Linked DNA regions of Mus musculus: all the other regions are linked to region 1. The links are chromatin contacts, called in public HiChIP or PLAC-seq and promoter capture Hi-C maps. All regions are on one chromosome and are shown on one strand. The core of a region is the stretch at or near the end of the contact, and the rest is flanking DNA. Distances in the headings are between cores, read along the strand shown. Region 1 holds the start of Sh3gl2 (SH3-domain GRB2-like 2). Region 2 overlaps Adamtsl1 (ADAMTS-like 1). Region 3 overlaps Adamtsl1 (ADAMTS-like 1). Region 4 holds the start of Haus6 (HAUS augmin-like complex, subunit 6).

Region 1 (2,766 bases), core at 141-2,640:
ACTTGAGATTCCTGGGAGTGGGAAGACCTGGTGTGCGTGACATCCTCTTGGAGACAGGAGGGAGAAATGGGATGAGGAACTGTGGGAGGGGGGACCCAGAGGGAAGGGAGTGGCTGGATTGTAAAAAAAGATAAAAGTAATGTTTTTAAAAAACAAGAAATTACAGAAGCCACACAATTAAGGTTAGCTTAGGATAAGGATCTTTAAAGCTAAATGGTTACGCAAAAAGTATTTTACGGTTTATCAATAAAGTCGTTTCTTGTTAAATATATCTTAAAATTTAACCTGTTCCAAATGAATAAAAGGGTTGTAACTCCACACATTATGTAAGAAATGGGTCACATCGTAAGTATTTTTGGACATTTTCTCTTTGTAAAATCACTGAGTTGGGCCCAATGAGATTTAAATTATGTGGGTCTGGATTAAATTTTAATCTCAGCTTACCCCACACAGAAAATTTGGCACATCTAGTAAACAGTGATTTTCAAGTTTTTAACAACTGCCTCCGCAGTAAAACCCGTGGGAGAACTTTAAAGACTTGCAGACCACTGATCAAACCATGGCCTCAAATAAGCTTCACCAAGGAGTTCTCCAGGGAAAAAAGTTAATGCATGCATGCTCCTTAGGGGAACCACATTCTCCCATGCTGGGAGCCTGGGGAGGCCTGGGAAGGAGGGGTTCTGAGAAGGCCTGGGAGCGCAAAGCCTGGAGCAAGCGCAGAGCGCGGGCACCTCCGCAGCCTCCAGAGCGAACCTCGCTCCAGCCAGCACATCCCAGGACAGTGGGGCACACCACACCGCAAGGTCACCGCACCGAGGCGACTTTACATAATCTCCCGCCGCGCCGCCAAGCACCTGCGCGGCACCCTCCGTGCAGAGCCTGAGAGCTGCCGTGCAGGGACTAACTGCCTGGGAACCCGGTGGGCGGCGAACCGAGACAGCGGGGACAGAGAGCAGAGATGCCAGGGGAAGGGAACTGAGGTCTGAGTGCTAGAGTGGCAGGGACCACAGGGACTCGGAGTGGGAAGAGGAAGCAGGGATGCAGCGGCCAGGGAGGAGACTCGCGGAGCGAGCACCGATCGGAGACAGGGAGCCGGGTTATGGAGCCAGGCTGCCGCGCAGCGCCCCGCGGGGACCAGATCAGAACAGGGAGGGGTTGCAGGGGAGGACGCCGTCTGTCTGTCGGTCTGCGGGGCGGCCCATGGCGCACCTGCACGCGCCCTACCTGAGTGGCTTTGTGGAACTGCTTCTTCAGCCCTGCCACCGACATGATGGGATGCGGGAGGCTGCGCGGCCGGCAGATGCAGATGCAGATGCGGAGAGGCGGCTGGGGTCGCCGGGCCGCCGCTGGTCGTGCGACCGCGGGAGCTGCTGGCGCGGGGGCGCGGCGCGGGACGCGGGCTTGTGCGGAGAGACACCCTGACGTCAGGGCGGGTGATGCGGCCTCTTAAAGGGGACGCGGGAAGCCCCGCCCAGGGCGCAAGCCGAGGCAGGTGAGCGCGAGGAACCCCCGCACTGTGCGGGGGCGAAAGTCCCTCCACGGTCCGAAGCCTGGGCTGTCTTCAGCTGTGGGAGTCGTTCGTTCGTGGCCCTGGCAAAGGGATCACCGCCTTTGGGCAGTCTAGACTCAGGTGACCCAGCTCCCAGGTAGCCGCAGTGGTGCTGCCTGCGCACTGCCCTTGCCCTTTGAGCCTGGCCTCCCTGTGGTTGAAAAGCAGGGTGGCGGCTTATCTGGATCATGAATAAGTTATTGCTCATTTCATGCCCTGCCTTCCCGCATGATTGGCCACCGAAAACATTTCTCTGCCTCGATTTTAATATCCCTTAAGCTTGTTTCACCTTAGGGAAATCTATCAACTTTTTTTTTCCTGTTCTAGTACAACTTAACTACTTAAGATGAAGAGAGGTCCCTACAGTTTGACTGGGATACTGGAATGGAATTGATATGAGCTATAGCATATATTGATATGAGTAATAACATTTAATCTTCTATTTTCAAAAGAAAAAAAAAACGAATGCGAACTTGGCATTCACACAATTATCATGGACATTTTTTTCTTTCTTTTTTTTTTTCGTTCTAACATTTTTATATAATGAGGAAAGGAAAGGCAGTAAGTTATACAAACACCACATAGGGACAAAGGGTGGATGGGACTGGGTGAAGGGCCCAGAGCAGCACCAGAAATCTGTGCTCTTATGAGCAGCCACTTCAAGTTTGTCTTGTATGGAAGAGCTTGTGGGAGAGTCTCAGATGCAGGCCACACCTGCATGTGTGGATCAAAGTGATGAGCCGCCAAGAGGAGAGTAATTACGGAGAATGTGGAAAGAATCAACAGGACCTGGATTGGGTTCCTAGAAATACAGTTCCCCTCCCGCCCCCCCCCCCTCTACTGCCTGGTGTAAAGGAAGCCAGTAGACTTCTGCAGCTTGAGTAAAGATGAACGGAAGAGCAGGTGCAAGGGGATTCTAGACACGGGCTGGGTACCACTCACCCTTGCTACTGTGAATCACAGCACAACAGAATATCGGAGCAGTGAGCAGTGAGCATACCCTTCCAGTCTGCAAAGCAAAGCAAAAGGAAGGAAGGGGTCTGTAGTCTTGTGGTCCTTGCTGCTGCCCAGACCTTCCAATCTGTGGTACTTTCTAATTTCTAAACTACCGTGGAGGCATTGGGATAAACATTGGTTAGAGGATTTAGGCAGGAGGGACATGCTAATTCTTAATAATTCACCTTTTGGTATCAGGGCCACAGGGTTCGCTTCTCTCT
Region 2 (2,700 bases), core at 88-2,587, 1.1 Mb before region 1:
TAGAATTCAATACTATTTGTAGTTATGGTCATGTTCAGGAGTTCTGGGGTATATTTGTGAACAGGGGAAGTACAATAAATGCAAATTTTGACAAATGTCCACTTTATATTTGCACCCAAACCATGAGATTTAAAAAAAAAACTTTTAAAAAAGAACATCAATACATTTTACTTGTTTGTTTGTTTATTTAATGTGAATAAGCACATTTGTTTCAATGTATGCATGCGCATTGTGTGTATTTCTAGTGTCTGTGGAGGCCAGAAGAGGGTGTCAGATTCCATGGAACTGAAATTACAGGTGGTTGTAAGCTGCCACATAGGTGCTTAGGTGGTACCCAAATTTGGCTCCTTTTCAAGATCAGTGAGTATTTTTTACCTTCTGAGCCACCTCTCCAGTCCAAAACTATTATTAAGTCCAATAGTAAGAGTAGATGTATCTAGAAAACACTTTCAGAAAAATAAAATATAGGAACGTCTACCCCGAATTAACCAGGAAGGCCTCTGAGAAGGACATCACTGGGGCAAAGGTCACAGGCTTGATCCCTAGTGAGGTACCCAGCTTCATCTGACGCGTAACCAAGCTTCCTTCCTTCTTATTCTATTTATGTTTGAAAAGTTGGTTCTTTTGCTTCTGAATAATCCTTGAAAAAGTAACAGAGTAAAAGCTTTTGGGCCAGAACAGTTGCTTAAATGTATGCTGGGTATTTGTGCATCTGAAGAAAAATGTCGATCCATGCATGAGGAAAAGAGCTGAGTGAAAAAGGAGACTAGGGAGGAGCATCCTCCTCTGTGGTCCTTCCTGTCTTCTCCAATTCCACCTCTACATGACATCAGGAAGATGCACATAAAACTCCTTAATGTCTCTAAATGAAATTGAAGGGGGGAGGTAAAAGCTTCACAAGACAAGCAGATAGATACAGCAAAGCAAAGACCCCTCTTCAATGGAACCATCGTAGAATGTTAAACATGATCACCAAGGTATATTTTTGGCATCTTTGTCAAAATTAGAGCAGTCAAAGCTACATGCCTGCTGAGAAGAGTTGCAGTGGGAAGGGTGGGGTGACATCAGGTAAGACAACGTGAGAAGGATTAAAATTTATTATATATTTATATGAAACTGTCAAAGGATAAAAAAAATCAATTTTACAAGTTTAAACAGGATTACTGAAAAGAATTAAAGTTTGTGGACAATATGTACCCAAGATACTATTCTATATTTCCTCAGAGCCTAAGTCAAGTCAAATAAATGAGTCTCTAGCTAAGGACTCTAGGGCTGAGTGCAGAATCATGACAGGGTTATCCAGCTAGACTGTCAGTTCACAGTCTCTGGAGCTGCATATTAGTGCTGCAGCTCATATTGAGGTCTCCAGGGAAACGGTTTCCTAGGGCACTCCTCTACAGAGCCTCTGTCAGTACCACATCCCAGTATCTTCTCTAAACCCTTAAGCATCATGCCTCCCAGCAAGTGAGCATCATGAGCACTACAGTGCATCTCAGTAGCAAAACTGAGAACAGAACGATGGATCTTAGAATCTAAACAAATGAAAATTTGGTAGAGCCATCAATGCAAGGATTTGAAAAGACAAGGGAAGAAAATCCTTGGCTACCTGTGTCACGTGCTGTTAACGCATACTAATGTGTCCCGTTCCCAAACACACAGGCAACATGGGAGGGTTTTCTTTTAGAGGCCAGCTGTTGTGGATAGCCCTGAGGCTAATTGTATTTGATGTTTAATTCTGTTCTCCTGTGAGGAGATTTGAACAAGGAATGAGTCAGCACTCAAGTGATTTCCTGTAAACCTGCTTCCCACCTTAATTTATAAATAAAGGCTGGAGCTGGTGGTTGGGCAGAAAAAGAGGGGAAGGTGGAGCTGAAGGTTTGGGGAGAAAAGGAGAAAGAGAGAGAGAGAGAGAGAGAGAGAGAGAGAGAGAGAGAGAGAGAGAGAGAGAGAGAGAGAGAGGAAAGGAGGAAGGGGGGAGGAGGGAAGGGGGAAGAGGGGAAGAGAGAGGACAACTGAGGAGGAGGAGGAAGAAGGAAAGTGGAGCAGAAGCACGTGGCCTGGAGAAACCTCGGGTTCTAAGGGCTCTCTTCTATGGGGAAGATGGTAGTGTAGTGGTAGATCTGCCCAATCTAGGCTCACAGCATGTATTCCTATTAATTGAGTTGTGTTTTCATTGCCCGGGCTTATTTGGGTTATCCTCAGTGCTTGAAGTGAAAGAGAAATTGGGTGTATTAAGGAGCCGGGAGGAAATTTCATAGGAGGAGCCACTGAGCTGGGAGCTGAGATACCCCTCTCCACCCGGGGCACTTTTGTTAGGGCATTTGTCAGGGACAGGTAAAGAAACTGAGATAGCTTCCTACTTAAAGCACTTTCTTAAACTAATGACACCAAGCTTGGTTTGCTTCTCTGGTTACCACCCTCTCAGTCATCTTTCCTAGATTCCTCTGTCCCCAAACCCTAAGGACTGCTGTGCCTCAGAGCTCAGATTTGTAGCTCCCTTTGTATTCTATTCACTAGCGACTCCTAATTTCAATCACCATCGACAGGAAACTTCTAAGTATTCAATCTTATAACCTTTTCTCTTAAAAGAACAAATATTAATTTATTTTAATTAAATAATTAATTTATTAATTAATGTACTATATAATACACTAATAAATAAATAGTTAAATAAATAATTGGTATTAATGTTATTTTTAA
Region 3 (2,965 bases), core at 159-2,658, 1.1 Mb before region 1:
TTGTGCAGAGATGTTTCTCTGTGTTAAATTTGGTTCCAGGTTTGTTTTTCCTAATAGAACCTATGCATATTTTCTTTCTTATTTGCAAACCTTTTATTTTATAGGAAATATAATCCTTATCTTCAAAGGATCTCAGGATGGTAGTATGGGGAGGGCCTCAGTGATCAAGTAACACTAGCTAGCTTGATCATGACTTCCTTTTTGATCCCCTTACCTGTAGCACCATTATCCTGACAAGTTGACAGGCTCAGTCAGCACATACTGGGTTACTGGAGGGGGGCAAACAAAATGCCGACATTTGCATTGCATTTTGTCAATGAAAATATTACACAGACGATACCATTTCTGATTCTACATGAGAAACAATTGCGATACAATACATAGGTGGTAGGTAATAAAAGCTAACCATCACTGTTTTTATTGGCTTGGGTGGTCAGCACGGGTCATCTCTATCCAAGAAAGACTGGCCCTTTTATGACCTTGTTTAAGCTTCTTTGTTGAGCTCCACTTACTGTAGGAAATACAGTCTAAGCAGCTTTAGGACCGGAGGCCTCCATGGGTGTGGCCTCTGCCTGTTCTTTATGGCACCTACTTCTTGTCCTTTCCTTTGTGTGAAAAAATGTTCTCTTTCCTTTGCCTGGATAAATCCTGCTTTTATGCTTCATCATACAGCGTGGGCTCTAGCTCCTCCAGGAAGAATCAGCCCTGAGGCCTCAAGCTCCCTTGGAACAATTGCTGTTTTGAGGTTGTCCCTTAACAGGTGACATCTTCAAGATGGGGTGTTGTGTTCTGAGGACTGGTACCAAAAGCCTGCTAGACATTAAGATGACTGCCTGTTAGTAAGAGTTTATTACTCTAAGGGCATCTGAACATGTCCTCCAAATCTGGACTTAATGCCTGTGGATGATGGTGAGCTTTGGTGTGCTTTCTCTTTTTGAATTTAAAAGTTAGTGTGGACAGAGCTGAGAAGCAGCATGTCAGCATATGGGAGCTTTAGGGAAGCAGCAGAAGGTAAACCAGTCTTCAGAGAGCACGGTGAAATAACAGCCTTTAAAACAGGACCAGGGTGCCTGCCATGCTTTGAAAGCTCCATTGACTCAATGAAAACACGGCTGTCTTAAAAGGCGACACCTTTCGCTCTGGCCATTTTTAAGGGAATATAAAAGAAAAGTTGAAATTGGAAATCACGTGCTGTCAGTGTGCATGGGTCTTGTTAGTGCACAATAAAGTGGGTGTTCTGGTCTGCTTTTAAAGAGAGGACTCTTTGACCCTAACAGTCCCTTTAAATAAGGATTCTCAGCTTCTTTGATTCTTGTTGGTTCTCAGAAAGGTCCTAGGACTGAGCAGAGATTAGGGCTAGTGCAGAGGGTGGGGAGAGGGAGAGGGAAGAGACTGAATACCATTCCTGGAATTAGGAGCTCCCCCCTCCACTGTTTATCTCCCCGGCACCACTCAGCTGTTCTCTGTTGCACAGAAATAAAAGTTTAGTTTAAGAAGTATGTTAGAACAAAGCTGCAGAAATTGCCTGGAATTTCCTTCATTTTCAGCCATCTGGCTTTCATTTCTAACTCCGTTCCCCTCCTCCACATACATTTACCAAATCTTTTCAACACACACTGGTGGAGCTATCAAATGCTTATAATTAATAACAGTCATACATTTAAAAAAAAAAAAAGTAGTGCTTTCTGGTTTTCTTTGGCTGCTCATGTCACTGCTATTATAAACCAGGGAGATAGTAACTTATTTATTAAGACTTAGCTCAAATCTAATCGAATTTAAGTCTTGAATTTAAAAAATCATGCTTTCATGGAAATTATGACTATTGTTTCTCAGCTAAACTAAAAGATGACCACGTATTTCTCTGGGTGATGATTGTGATTTTGTTTTTTTTTTTTTTTTAATTTTTAATTTTTGAGGCAGACTTGGGTGCTCAGGTATTTTAGGCAGGCCTGGTATTCATAATCCTCTTAATTTGATATCTGAGTTCTGGAACTTTAGAATTGTGTTTTTATACCTAGCAGAGTGTGTGTGTGTGTGTTGGGGGTACAGAGTATTTGAACCCAAGGCCTTATACATGCTGGTCAAACATCCTGACACTGAGCTACACCGCAGCACAGATCTTATTATTGTTTTTGTTATTGACAGAGTCTCACCCTGTAGCCTATGCTGGCCTGGAACTATGCTGGCCCAGGCTTACCACAACTCCATGGCAATCCACTTGCCTCAGTCCCTTAAGTACTGAAGTTGTCGCCGTGACTCACTATACCCAGCATTATAAAATGTTTCCCCATTTTAAAGAAGAGAATGAAGATCTAAAAACGTCCATAGCCCTTCAAAGGTTAGTGAGAAGTGGCCCAAGAGGCTTGGACCACAGGTCTACATCTACTTGCTCATCGTTTTGAATGTCTCGGGGATGGGAAAGCTTCATAGCTCATGAGTGGGGCTGAGTGAAAACTTGAACCTTCTGAGCAATAAATGCAGTAAGATCTTGTTTACAAATATCAGAGCCTTGTATATTTGTGTATGTTCACAAACATATATAAATTTATGAAAGGTAGTCTTGATGCATATATACCAAGCCACCAGCATATCTCTCTCTGGGCAAGAAAGGGAGCAAAAAGTGACTAAGCTGGTTAAGGGTGGGGTTGGGGGGGGAGGTTACCTTTCTGCCCTGATTACTACTGCTGTGCTTGAGGAGTTTTAAAAAAATCTTTTGTTTTAAGGAAACAAATACAGTCTGAATGCACTGTAATCACATCATTTTACCTTTCTTTCCCCCTCCAGTTCTTCTCATGTCCCTTCACCTCATCTTGAATTCATGATCTCGTCTATAACATTGTTAGATTGTTTTATATGCATACACACACCCCCATACACACCCCCCCACACACACACACAATCTACTGAGCCTATTTAGTGTTGCTTGAATGTACATGTGTTTAGAATTGACCACTTAGGATTGAAA
Region 4 (3,029 bases), core at 149-2,648, 1.4 Mb before region 1:
GAGAAAATCTGGTTACCATCTAAGAACTGGTAACATGTGGAAAATTGGCCGAGTTCTCATTGCAGTTTTGACTATCAAAAACGACTTAATAGGAGTCCCAGTAAAAATGAGCTTAATAATCACAGATAAAATTTTAGGAATTCTTATAGGATCATCATGATGACTTAAGTCATCTATTTGTCTATATGGCATCACTACAAGACAATACATCTTCATGGATCTGCAGAGATCTGCTCCAAAGGGGTGTGCTACTACTTAGTGATTGTTATATATTTTTAATAATAACAGGAAAAGCAATATTAATAGCAGGAATCTTCCCTAAAATGAATTCCTTACAGCCTTGCTTAATAAGGGTGCACCTGTCGCAGGTCATCTAATAATCCGAAGTAGACCACTTCAGGATGATGCTTGTCCCATTATGACTCCTGACACTCAGCAGAGAGACAGACTTTGTTGTAGTTGTTATTCGAGATAGGGTTTCTCTGAATAGCTCTGGCTGTCCTGGAACTCACTCTGTAGACCAGGCTGGCCTGCAACTCAGAAATCCGCCTGTCTTCTCCTCCCAAGTGCTGCCCGGTGAGAGACAGATTTCTAGTACAGCAAGTTGAAGTATGGCTGGTGGTGCCTCCCACAAAGATGGAGAGCATTCCAGAATTAGGAATTCAGGGTCATCTTCCTTTGGGAAGGGAGTTCAAGGCCAGAGGAGGCTAAAAGAAATCTCGACTTGCAACCTCCACGACCAAAGAAACATTTGATAATAAAAATTTTGCCAAGCACTCTAGATGAGGTGATCAATGAACAACTCCATCGGCCCCTGTGACTCTTGCCCATTAATTCATATAGTAGGAAGGCAGGTACAGTCTTCGACGCCAGACTGCGCTACATAAAGTTAGAGCTACATAGCAAGATCCTGCCTTTTTGGTTTTGCTTTGTTTTATTTCGAGACAGGGTTTCTTTGTGTAGCTCTGGCTGTCCCGGAAATCAGTAGTGTTCTCGAACTAACAAAGTTCTTCTCCTCTGAGTACTGGGATTAAAGGAGTACACCGCTGCCTCCACCGGACAAGACCCTGTCTTAAAATAAAGGAAAAGATGATTTGTTTAGGGCCATACACCTGCATCACTCACTATAAGGAGCTACAATGTAGCTTTTACTGAACAGCAATCACAACCCGAGCAACAGAAACCTAAAACGCAAAGAATCCGGAACTAAGGCCGGGAGGGCTCTAGAAAACACCCGGTTTCCGGACCTTGGGGCAATTGGCTGGTCACGCAATGCTTTGTGGGTCTTATAGTTTCTCTCAGGGACTTCATGTGCCCGGAGACAGGGATGCATTGCATGGTGGGAGATTGAGTCCTCTTAGGAAGACCAGTCCCGGAAGTCGGGACTGCGCCTGCGCCTGCGCAGTGTAGTCTTCCGCAAGCGCGGGAGTCTTGGTTTGCGTGGAGCGCTGCAGTCACTGTCTGTTTTTCTGGGCGCGTTCGGCCTTTTGTGGTGGGATGGCTCTCGGAGAGGAGGCAGCGGGCGGCCGCCGCAGAGGGGTTGTCGTCACCCCGGGATGCCTGTAGGAGGGGTCCAAGGGTCCTCACGGCTTCGGTGCCTTCGTTTTCCTCCGTCACAGTCGCCCTGCCCGTGGAAAGCATGAGCTCGGCCCGGGACTCCGCTTTCGAGAAGCAGCATCTCTGGATGTACCTGCAGGCGCTGGGCTTGGATCCGAGCTCCAGCATCACGTTCGGCGGGAAGATGGTGCCGCACGCGCACCTTGGAGAGTAAGGAGATCTGGGGCGGTGGCGCGGTCCTTGGCGTCCAGTCACTGGCGGCAGAACCCTGTGGTGGGGGACTGGTCGTCACCAGTGTAAGGGATGCGGGTGCGGGACGCTTTAGAGGCGTGCTCTGCAGTTGAGGCACAACGGCGGGCCCGCTTAACCCTGCCTTCGTGGTCTGTAGTTGGTGGGAGGCGTCGGGGAACTATATATGCAAACATCTTATAAGTAGTTAACTGTGGGTTTAAACTTTGAATCCGAACTAAAACATGTTACAGCTAGCAAAAACATAATAATGTGTGGGAATGAAAATCAAAAGCCGATACCCTTTCCTTTGCCACTTCAGTTATGGTTGCGATCACAAAAAGAAATACTTTGTTTATATTTGTATACTTTAGACACGAGCTTCCGGTTTCAGGCCCCCTTTCCTCCTTATAATTTAATGGAAAGAATGATTCTATTATTACTATATCACCATCATCACCATTATTACTATTTTTTTTTTTCGAGACAGGGTTTCTCTGTATAGCCCTGGCTGTCCTGGAACTCACTTTGTAGACCAGGCTGGCCTTGAACTCAGAAATCCGTCTGCCTCTGCCTCCCAAGTGCTGGGATTAAAGGCGTGCGCCACCACCGCCCGGCTACTATTATTTTTATTTTGAGACAAAACCCCCCTCTCTGTAGTAATGGGAGGTGTGCTGGGATTTTAATTCCATCGCCTTGCTCCTCCAGATTGCTGTTTTGCTTGCTTGTATGTCTTGTGTGAGGTTGTCAGATCTTCTGGGACTGGAGTTACAGTTTAGATCTGCCATGTGGATTCTGGGAATTGAACCCGTGTCTTTTTGGAGGCGCAGACACTGTTAGTAACCTGAGACATCTCTCCAGTCTCAATGAATTTTGTCTTTTGTTTGATTTTTGTTTTTGTTTGTTTGTTTATTTTTCAAGACAAGGCTTCTGGACCTCTTTTTGTGGACAGGCTAGCCTTGAACTCAGATACCAGCCTGCCCTTGCCTCTTATGTGCTGGGGATTAAAACGTCCCACCAACCATCCCTAGTTAAATTAACTTTGTTTTGTTTTTTGATGCTTTAGACATTTTTATGCAACCTCAGTTAAGTAGGTATATGATAGTATGCAATCATTCACTTGTAGTAGGTTATACATGTTATTTTAAAGCAATTCCATGGCATACATGTAATTTTACTATTAGGGACGAAAGTAAATTTGCATACTAAAGGATGCTCCCCCATTTTTTTCCTTTGAGATGGAT

Evidence for each region. Promoter capture Hi-C pulls out the DNA fragments that hold promoters and counts their contacts. HiChIP or PLAC-seq counts read pairs in DNA pulled down with a chosen protein or histone mark.
Region 2: a contact with region 1 is called in a promoter capture Hi-C map of hippocampal neurons, with 3 times the contacts expected there. The contact joins the enhancer-like site here to the promoter of Sh3gl2 in region 1. A contact is called at or near these places in 3 of 39 promoter capture datasets (cranial neural crest, embryonic stem cells and hippocampal neurons) and 3 of 115 datasets of contacts at active chromatin or transcription factors (astrocytes, embryonic hindbrain and embryonic stem cells).
Region 3: a contact with region 1 is called in an H3K4me3 HiChIP or PLAC-seq map of embryonic limb bud, with 5 times the contacts expected there. The contact joins the enhancer-like site here to the promoter of Sh3gl2 in region 1. A contact is called at or near these places in 2 of 39 promoter capture datasets (cranial neural crest and hippocampal neurons) and 3 of 115 datasets of contacts at active chromatin or transcription factors (embryonic limb bud, embryonic stem cells and stem cell-derived neural progenitor cells).
Region 4: a contact with region 1 is called in a promoter capture Hi-C map of embryonic stem cells, with 5 times the contacts expected there. The contact joins the promoter of Haus6 here to the promoter of Sh3gl2 in region 1. A contact is called at or near these places in 3 of 39 promoter capture datasets (cranial neural crest and embryonic stem cells), 5 of 115 datasets of contacts at active chromatin or transcription factors (astrocytes, embryonic stem cells and stem cell-derived neural progenitor cells) and 1 of 9 other capture datasets (embryonic stem cells).

Annotation. Positions count from the first base shown.
Region 1 is chr4:85,204,080-85,206,845 of GRCm38.p6, reverse strand. Sh3gl2 (SH3-domain GRB2-like 2) reads right to left here and starts at 1,390. Exons shown (of 9, transcript NM_019535.2): 1 at 1,225-1,390. The coding sequence starts at 1,269.
Region 2 is chr4:86,268,963-86,271,662 of GRCm38.p6, reverse strand. The region is part of intron 13 of Adamtsl1 (ADAMTS-like 1); the gene reads right to left. Among named protein-coding and RNA genes, the nearest start is that of Gm33730, 170 kb to the left of the region's middle. Within about 2 kb of position 1,337, at least 12 of the 459 cell types and tissues checked have an H3K27ac peak or open chromatin away from gene starts, as enhancers often do. A contact at or near this core is called in hippocampal neurons, where this site is marked.
Region 3 is chr4:86,293,529-86,296,493 of GRCm38.p6, reverse strand. All of the region lies in intron 15 of Adamtsl1 (ADAMTS-like 1), which reads right to left. Among named protein-coding and RNA genes, the nearest start is that of Gm33730, 150 kb to the left of the region's middle. Within about 2 kb of position 1,408, at least 31 of the 459 cell types and tissues checked have an H3K27ac peak or open chromatin away from gene starts, as enhancers often do. A contact at or near this core is called in embryonic limb bud, where this site is marked.
Region 4 is chr4:86,610,424-86,613,452 of GRCm38.p6, reverse strand. Haus6 (HAUS augmin-like complex, subunit 6) reads left to right here and starts at 1,398. Exons shown (of 17, transcript NM_173400.3): 1 at 1,398-1,767. The coding sequence starts at 1,640.